Regions from separate parts of the Mus musculus genome. Here region 2 is linked to region 1. A link is a contact called in public HiChIP or PLAC-seq data. All regions are on one chromosome and are shown on one strand. Each heading gives the region's core, a stretch centred on a gene start, on an enhancer-like site or on the middle of the called end of the contact. The rest is flanking DNA. Distances are from core to core; before and after follow the strand shown. Region 1 holds the start of Mier1 (MEIR1 treanscription regulator). Region 2 overlaps Mier1 (MEIR1 treanscription regulator).

Evidence for each region. HiChIP or PLAC-seq counts read pairs in DNA pulled down with a chosen protein or histone mark.
Region 2: a contact with region 1 is called in an H3K27ac HiChIP or PLAC-seq map of embryonic stem cells, with 6 read pairs. The contact joins the enhancer-like site here to the promoter of Mier1 in region 1. A contact is called at or near these places in 4 of 39 promoter capture datasets (erythroid cells, liver, macrophages and 1 more), 14 of 484 Hi-C or Micro-C datasets (CD8 T cells, DN3 thymocytes, cranial neural crest and 11 more), 4 of 115 datasets of contacts at active chromatin or transcription factors (the SCID.adh cell line, double positive thymocytes and embryonic stem cells) and 3 of 9 other capture datasets (adipose tissue, liver and pancreatic islet).

The regions. Positions count from the first base shown.
Region 1 is chr4:103,117,375-103,122,201 of GRCm38.p6, reverse strand. Mier1 (MEIR1 treanscription regulator) reads right to left here and starts at 2,812. Exons shown (of 13, transcript NM_001039081.2): 1 at 2,693-2,812. The coding sequence starts at 2,701.
Region 2 is chr4:103,164,231-103,169,057 of GRCm38.p6, reverse strand. Mier1 (MEIR1 treanscription regulator) reads right to left here. Exons shown (of 13, transcript NM_001039081.2): 13 at 3,304-4,827. Among named protein-coding and RNA genes, the nearest start is that of Mier1, 47 kb to the right of the region's middle. Within about 2 kb of position 2,672, at least 8 of the 459 cell types and tissues checked have an H3K27ac peak or open chromatin away from gene starts, as enhancers often do. A contact at or near this core is called in embryonic stem cells, where this site is marked.

The sequences.
Region 1 (4,827 bases), core at 1,563-4,062:
ATAACCTTACAGTATGTAATCTTAAGGGATAATAAGCTGAGAAATATTACGAAAGAACTACGAAGGGGAACATGTACTAACTCTTCTGTGTACAACAAATTCATTTAATGTTACCAAAATTGAAGAACCACTAAATGTATTCTTCCTATATGAGTTCACGAAGATGACAAAGATCCGTATAAAAATGAACTGCTACCAACTCCAATCATATTTAATGCCAGTTATAGTTCACAAATCAAGTACTTTTCTTGGAAAAATAGGGTCAGGCGCATTCTCGGAAGAGGGGAGAGCAGAATACTTAAGATGTGGTCCGAAGCCTCACTTCTTTAGTGAGTGTCAAGTCCCCTACATTTAAAAATAAATGGACACTGCCCCAGCTCCTCTTACTCAAAAGCACAACAGTTCAGAATGCAAATGTTTGCTGCATACATCATAAACAATAACCCCATGAAAAGTCTATACGGAGGTAAAACATTGTTAACCAATCATCTCGCCACCATTTTTTTTCCAGGATTACTGTTAAAAAAAAAAAACCCTCAATTATTAAAAAACTGAGACAAGGAAAATTATAAATTTACTTTTCTCTTCACCTATTTTAGGATATTTTTGTTGACATGTAAAATTCCTTTACTCCTCTAAGTTTATGAGACCCTTGGGTTGTATCCTACACAGTCAAAGCAAAGGGCAACCTATAGGCAATTTAAGAATATAAAATATATACCAGGTCATTAAACAATGCAATGAAAATGAAAGTCAAGTTCCTAAGATTGACCCATCCACCTGTTCCTGCAAGCCCCAAGTCTTCCCTCTCCACATGATGGGATACCTAAGAAGAGCAGCTTACACTAGAGAACAAGATAGTGGCCAAGGTGGGCACACTTCTCCCATTCTCACATGAATGCAGCCACTTTTCATTTCTATAACAAAACACTGCATGCTGGCACTCAGTTTTTTTGGTGACGTTTCTTTAGGTTTCCGTGTTTTCGTATCAATAACGTGCCACGGAGTGTGACTGTCCAACCACATAGACCTGAGGCCACAGCACAGCAGTGTAGCAAATACTACATATATCCTGTAGATTTTCAGCAAACGGGAGCCCAGGGAAGGTTAGCTGATAAGATGCCTGAAAAGCCATCTATACACTCTACTTCCTCTTGTAGCACAGGAGCCCAGGGAAGAAAGGCTGGTGGATCACACCCAGGCATATCTATGTCAAGTAAAAGTAATGCGACCACTACTCATGTCTTGCAATTCTTTGACTATGAATAGGAAAAAAACCACCTGAAAACACAACTAATGCGTTTTAGCGCTAAGTAATATCAAGTCTTCTCAATACTGGCAGCAAACAGTCCAGCTTCCAGGAAAGCTCCTCTTCTTTTAGTAGCAAATAAATAAATAACATTTAAAATTTCAGAACATCAACCTAAAGGTCACTGTATAACAGAAGAACAAGTTAACACTCCAGGAAGCTTGACTGGTACAGGAAAGGCACATCTTATGTTTCTGTAGCCCAAGGCTTACAGATATTATGTATAAACAAAAGTAGTCACTCTCTACTTCTCTGCTTCATTTAGCAAATGAAGGAGTTGAAAACTGAGAGCTAAGTGGTAAATAAAATCAAATACTTCCTCAATCTATTTTTGGGTGCTCTCGACAGAAAAACATGAAGATGTTTAGCAATCTTACTGCTTTATTAATCAAGTGTTTACAAGATTTGCCTCAAGAGAGATCCCATTAAGTCCAAATATAACAATATGAACTCAGGGGGAACAAACAGTAACGAAATTCACCGACTAAAAATTAAACAAACCACAGGACCGATGGCTTAAAACCAGACAAAATATTAAAATTTCCTACAGCACATTCTAAGATCTAATTACACCTAAAGCAACTTGCTTGCCTACCCATCTGAGAACACTAACCAAAGGAACTTGTTTACTAGGAAATGAAGCTAAGGCTGGGGGGGAGGGGGGGATGTGGCTCGTAGTAGAGCGCTTGCTTATCTGCCTTGACAAGAACCTTGGGTTCTATCCTACAGCAGAGGGACAAGAGAAACAAGAAAAGTTTTCTCTAAGAAGAGCAAAATAAAAGGTAAATAATTACAGGCACCTTTGATTTGTAAGTTTTTAGCCTAGTTGGTTCAGGAGCTATAGCGTGGAAAAGAAACTTGGAGGTTCGGCCAGGGGGAAGAGTCCCAAGCTGGATAGGGCCTACTGGGTTAATTTCTCCTGCTCACCTCTCCACTATCAGGAAAACTACTAAACTAACCCAAGGTGTGTCAGCCTGCTCGCCCCCTGCCTAGACGGCAGGTCAGCAGTCGCGGGCTGGCGGGGGTGACGCGGGCTGGCGGGGGTGACGCGGGCTGGCGGGAGCAGCGACTTCTGGGCTCGCGAGGGAAGAAAGTTCGCGGGAGCAGGCAGAGAGGAGTCCGCGGGCCGCGCCGGCCGGCGAAGTTGCGCCCTGGGCGGCTTCCGGACGGGCGCCCTCGCCCGCTCCTCCCGCAGCGGCCGCCTCCCAACTGCCTCAAGTCCGACGGCGCCTCCGCGCCCAACTTAGTTTCGGGAAGCCCAGCCGAGCGGCCGGGCCGGACAACAGGTGGGCAGCGGCGCCGCAGGCCCGGCCCCGGCAGGCCCGCGCCTCCCGCCCGCAGCCCTCCACCGAGGCCCCGCCGGGGAGGGGCGCTCGTTCTTACCTCCGCCATGTTGGCCGCGCCACCGGGTCACATCGCCGCGGCGGGTCGCGGCCAGAACCCGGATGTGCGCCTGGGCCGCGGGGCTCCCGCTGCCTTCTCCGCCGCCGCTTCGGCGGGAACGCGCAGGAGCCGCCCGAGCGCGCCACCACACCCCGCTCCGCCCCCTCGCGGCGCCCCGCTCGGCGGGACGGGAGGGGAGAGGCCAGCGGGCGCGCGCGGAGCAGGGAGCGCGCGATCCCGCGGCCGCCGTCCCGGGGGAGCGCGCGAGGGGCGGGCCCGGGCGAGCCCGGGGCAGTCCGCGCGCGAGGTCCGGAGAGGTCCCCTCAGGGTACTCACTTTGCAGGAGAAAAAAACCTCCTATTCTACCGGTCGGTCACTTCTGAAGTGCTTTTGCTGGGAAAGAGATGTTGCCTGGGCGCGACAGCAACACGAAACGCTCTGACAAATACTTCCCCTGGTGATTCCTAGCAAGAAAACTCCAACTCCCCCAAATTGGCCCAGCGCAAAGATGAAGAGTAGAGAACATTACATTTTCCTCACTTTTTGTGATGCCAGGAGCAACACAGCTCTGCCACGGATGAATTTTTGCACAAATATACAAAAGTTTCAAATGTAAAGTAATGCTCTTCTATGGATATGCCTACTTGACTGCACGGAGACAGAACGTACATATTTGCAATGCCTAAAATACTTGCAAGTAGAAAGTTTGTTTTAATGCACTGCTAACTGGCCTTGAGGTCCATACTGATAATGGCCAGGGCCAATGATTTATCTGGTTCCCTAAAGTAGATAATTTAGGCAGATATTAAAATGGGCAGTAAGTTTAAAAGCTTTTTTTTTGTTGTTGTTAAAGGCCAGCGTTTTTTCCGACATGATTAAGTTTTTCAAAAATGACTACCAAAAATCAATCAGTTAAATGATACTCATTACCTCTGAGGAATATACCATGGTTAAAAAAATCATTGCACAAATGTGTACATACAACTTTCTTAAACATCATACTTATAATGCACTTGGGAGAATGCTGATTTCTGAAATGATTTCTATTTCCTTAAAATTCTAGATTCCATCAAGCCTTTTCCCATTTCTTAACACTGGACATGAACTTGAAAGTCTTAAGCCCAATAACAATTTGTGCATGAATAAACTGCATGTATAGGTATACGAAGTAGCTGCTAAGTGAAAGGACATTACCTTGTAATTTGACAGGAAAAGAATCCAGAGACAGTCTGTAAACCAATTAAACATAAACATCTGATGCACATTTTCTACTGAAAGAAAAGCAAGGGAAAGAAGAGAAAGGAAAACTTTTAAGGTTCCCAAATCTACAAACAATTCTTACCATTTACTGCACTTGTTATAGTATTTTCACTTTATTTTAAAGATTATATAAGCTTCCTCCCCCCACAAATTCTTGGAGGGAAATAAATATTTTAGCACTGATACAGTTATATTAAGTTAAGGGACTACCTTGGACTTTTTAAAATGTCAGCTCTTATCCAAATAGTTCTCACTGGATGAAAAAACAAAAAAACAAACAAACAAAAAAAACCCTGAAGACAAAAACTAATGGATGTATGTGGGCACAGGTTAAAAATAATAAAGGGTTCAGGGGGCAGTTTGCACTAAAATATGCAAGGTAAATATATGTGGATTATTGCTGGCCACTGAAGGGAAAACTGGAGTATTGCTGAATTTTAGTATTATAGTTCAAGTTGCTTTAGTCTATTGAGTCTTTGATTCTTCAGTTAAAACATTAATAAAAATTTCAACTATGGTAAAGAGCAGACTCAAGATTCCTTAACTACTTACTGAGTGAGCCCTCAAAGTCAGAAAATCAGGCACTTATTGTTAAATGCCTTTAAACTGATTGATATTTCCAATCAATATTATTACCATCAAATGGCATTATCCTCTGTAGGGGAAAATTCCCTCTACATATTCCCTGTTAGAAAAATAAAGTGTTCTGGGGTGTTTCCTAGACATTCTAGCGATGAGGAGAAATAGCTTTAATCCTGTAGGTCACACGTAACACATTACTATTGAGCTCAGTATACTTGCATTTCATTCTCTCCACAGTCCCATTGTTCAGAGTCTAAGAAGCCACCTTCAGAAAAGCTATGTCCTTCTGGAAA
Region 2 (4,827 bases), core at 1,423-3,922, 47 kb before region 1:
AAGTTCTTTCAGTGACAAATCCCAGTCTGTGGGAGGTAGTGGTGGATGCAGTCAGTACAATTGTAACCTGGTGATAGGACTGTGGCCACCCTGCTAAAATCGATTGAAAAGGAGAAGCCTGACATGGCCTGACAGCCACCAGAGTGGCTAATCTGGCCATGCTACCCCAGGCAGATTGCCCTGCAGCTTACTTAGTAGGGAGGGTGGTGCTCTGGAGAGCCAGACAGGACTTCAGAGGACAGACTGAGAAAGCCATTGTACACATGAGATCTAATGAAGTGAAGCCAGGGTGAAGGCACAGACGGAAGAAAGGACAACCCAACAGATGATGATGAAGGCTGCTTTAAAAGTTATGAAGCTAGGGGACTGGAGAGATGGCTTGGTAGTTTACCAGTACTATTTGCTCTTCCGGAAGACCCAGGTTCAATTCCCAGCACCCACATGACAGCTAACAACTGTCTGTAACTCTAGTTCCAGGGGATCGAATACTCTCACAGGCACACGAACTGTATAGCCCAAACATATTCACATTTTTTTTTTTAAATGCCAATAGCCCTAAGCTGCTTGATGTATGGCTGCAGAGACCTGGACAAGGTCCTATTTTTACATGGTTTTCCCCTCTATAAAAGACAGGGCAGCATATAAGGCTCTAGGAGGTCACATCTGGACTGCAGTAGACTCTTCTTGCCCAGCACTTACTTACTGTTTTGGCGGCCTGCCTGCTACCTCCATAGAAGAACCAGAGAGCATGTCAAAGCACACCTGCTAGGTGTTTTAATTTCCTTTAGAAAATAAGGACAGTTAGGACTAAATGTCAGGTGTCAGCAAAAATTTAGTCAACTACAAATCTCTTAAGTCTGAAATCTACTGGGCTCTGAGAATTTTTAATTATTATTAATTATTATTATGAGTTATTACTATTATTATTATTATTATCATTATTATCATTATTATTATTATTATTATTGAGTTGCCAAACTCATTTGGCAACAAAATCTACCCTGAAATTTGTTAACCTACAGGAGTACTTTGATGTGGACCTAAATGTTTTGTCAATGGGTTGTTTTTACAAATGTGAGCTCAGTATTTTGAAAAACTATCTTCTTTCTGTCAGAAATGCTGGCTGGAGGATTTTAGGTAAGATTATAAACCTGTCCTTATCTGGTGCTCTCTAGGGACAAGAGGGTTCCTTTATGATGGCATGTGTGCTCACAGCCTTGTGACATCAGTTCCTGTACCTCGAGCCAGCTTAGGGGTTCTGCATATCACAAGATTACTCAAGTGTCCAGATCAAGACATCTTGAAACACGGCCAAACAGAATAACTAAGTCCTGCTGGACGGGACAAGGCTGGCCTTGAACTCAGAAATCTGCCTGCCTCTGCCTTCCAAGAACTGGGATGAAAGGGATGCACCACCACTGCAAGCTAAATGAGGAAATCTTCATCGTCAGTTTAGATTGAGAAAAATTAGAATATGGCTGTAGTTTATATAGCTTCAGTGTTCTGCACCAGATAATGTGTACATAGTGTATATATAGACAATTTATGGCTGGGTGATGATGGCCAGCACTCGAGAAGAATGCAGAAACAGGCAGATCTCTATGAATTCAAGGCAGCTCAGTGTACAGAGTGAGTCCCAGGACTGCCAAGCTTACACAGAGAAACTGTCTTGAAGACAACCACCCCACTACCCTCCCAAAAAAGCAAATACAAAAGAAAGAAAAAGTGTCCCTTTTAGCCCAAGCAGGCTGTAAACTTGCTGTATAGGCAGGCAAAGACCTTCAACTTTGACCTGACCCCCTGGCTGCTGCCTCCCAGGCGCTAGGACACAGATACGGCTATTTAGCCATTGAATCTGTTCTAATTACTTTTCTTCCGAGACAGGGTTTCTCTGTGTAGCCCTGGCTGTCCTGGAACTCACTCTGTAGACCAGGCTGGCCTTGAACTCAGAAATCCGCCTTCCTCTGCCTCCCAAGTGCTGGGATTAAAGGCATGGGCCACCACACCCAGCTCAAATTACTTAAAACAAAAATTTAAATACATCTTTATGTCACTTTCCATGTCCTAGCATAGGAAGACCATCAGTTTGGATAATAAAATACATGACCTCAGAAGGCTAACTTGAGTGGGTGATCCTGTATGAGTTTTAAAAATTCTAAGTGACCAGAATTACGAGGCATAAAGAAAAAAAATCAAGATTAAAATCTGAAAAATCATTCTTCCAATGTGCTGGGTGACACTTGGGAAAGCCCGTATGGCTGCTAATGGTGACTGTCAGTTAGACACACTGCAACTGTTGCTTATGAAAGTGAACCAACACTCAGATACCCCAAGTACCACTATGGGTTACCTACCAACAGAACAATAAATGTTGTGATGTTTTATTTTGCAAAATAAGTGGTATGAACTTCACTGAAAAAGAAAACTAATAATTTTTAATTATATAGTTCAGAGAATGAGGGTAATGGTGATCTTCAGAGTAAAGCCTCTCTGGGGAGATAAGAAAAAAGATATACCCCTTTTCCCAGGTGTGGTGGTGTAGCCTCCCACAAGCCTGAAGCAGGCTGAGCCAGAACTTGACCTTGCTGCCACTAAGGAGATTACCTAGGGTGGAGCCTTCCTCCCCAGATCACTCTATTCTGCCACTGCTGCTGTTCCTCTTCAAGATACTGCTACCTGCTGAGGCCTGGAGCTATTCTGGAGACTACACCCTATCACCTGCAGCTGGTTCCAGGCTCCAAGGATGAATTGGCGGGAATGGACTTTCCCCCTTTTATAAAGGGTGTCTGCCATTAAAAATTTGAACCTTGAGCAGACTAGTTGTCTTGGTTCCATTATTTCTCAACCTGCCCAGGCTCCCTCTTTTCTTCCAGATTCCAAGATGCCTTCCAGCTCGAACCCGGACATGTGAGCCACTGGCCGGCCCCAACATGGTGGTATATACTTTAATTCTATCACTTGAAACAAGCTCAAAGGCAGTTTGGGCTGCATGTCTAGGTGTAACATCCCAGCATTTGGGAGACAGATCTCTTGAGTCTATGTAGTAAGCTCCAGTTCACTCAGAACTACATAAGAGACCAAACCAACAAAACACAAACTCCAACACCTCCCCCCATATTAAAAAAGACAGACAGAAAACAATCCAATGTCAGGTAACTAAAACCAAGACCACAGAAAAACCGTTGATTGCACTGTTCGTGGGCATGGAGGCACAGGGATAGTACAACCTTCACTGTGTGTTCCGAGCAGCACAGAGTTTAAACACTGAAATTAAAACAGTGAAATAACTAGACACCACACAAGTATGTTTACAAAAATATTTTAATGAGCATATCAGAATGGCAGAAGGAAATGGGAGGAAGGACATATTTTACAGTGCAAATTATTATGCAGAAATTTAAAAACATCTAATTTATAATTTTGAATGCCTACTTAAATTACTTCAAATACATTTTAAAGCTCAACAGATCCGCGTTGAGCTGAGTTACAGATTCTGAACCTTACTGAGAATACATCATAAACATTGTGTTTCAAAGGAAAATGACAATGCTAACTACCAACAGAGACATTTCTGTTTGAGGCAGCATCTCAGGTATCTCAGGCTTGCCTCCAACTCACTATGTAGGTGAGGACGGCCTTGAACTTCTGATCCTCCTGCCTCCACCTCCCAAGTGCTTAGGATGACAGGCATGTGCCACCACACCCAGTTTATGTGGTACTGGGCATGGAACCCAGGCTTCATATGCACGTTGGGCAAAACAGTCAAACTACTGAGCTACATCCCTACTCCTGAAGGCTTATTTTCTCATCTCAATTACTTAAGTGCTCAAGAGTTATGAAATATACTAAACCTTTAACAAATTACTCATGATATTGCCAAGTTGTTTAAAAGTGCAATGACTTAAGTTTCAGTGGCTGCAGTTTTGAACAAAGGGTGAAATACCTGTACAAACACAGAACAATGTAGTTTGGAAAAGCTGAGCATCGTGTATTAGAGAAATGTTTCATTATGCATACTTTAAAAAGAAAAGTAAGATATATGAACACATATACACCTGGCACATTTCCCAACATGCCTGAGAAATTCCTTAAAAAGTTCCTGTAACAACAGTTTCAAGAACTCTAGGAACTTGCCCAGCAGTTGTAGCCTTTAAAAGGTGGGCTGACACCTCCAATAGTGTAATGATTAAAAAGCATCACTGTTTTTTAAAAAAACATTCCTAGAGACCATCTGTGACAAAGAGTTAGAATGGTTTGAACTCATTTAATAAAACCTGCTTTAGAGAATAGATTGTTGCTGGGTGTGGTGGGAAACACCTTCAATCTCAGCATTAGAGGGCTGAGGTAGAAGGATTGTTAAGTTCCAGGCCAGCCTGGGCTACACAGTGAGACTCTGTTTTGTTTTTGTTGTTTTTAAAAAAAAAAAAAAAAAACACAGAAAAAAGAGAGATAATAGAAATGGGTGGGGGTGGGCAGGGAAACAGAGGCTATGATCCATCTGCTAAAGCTACTTGACCTACTGCCATTCTGGATAAATTAATGGTTTTCAATAAAACAAACAAACAAACAAAATCCTCTCATGCTTCTTAGCACTTCCATCTGAAACTGACTTACTGGGATATTTCTGCAAAAACAATAAATGCATATTATGTGATGTACTGTCAAAGTGCCTTCCAATACTGGTCGAGGGAAAGGAAGCAGTCTGGACAAATCTAAGAATACTCTGAGGGAGAGGCCTGGGCGATCATTCTCAGTGCGAACCTTTACCCAACCTGCATCAGACAACTGAGCCTGTGAAAGGAGCACAGATCTGCCTTTGAGAGCATT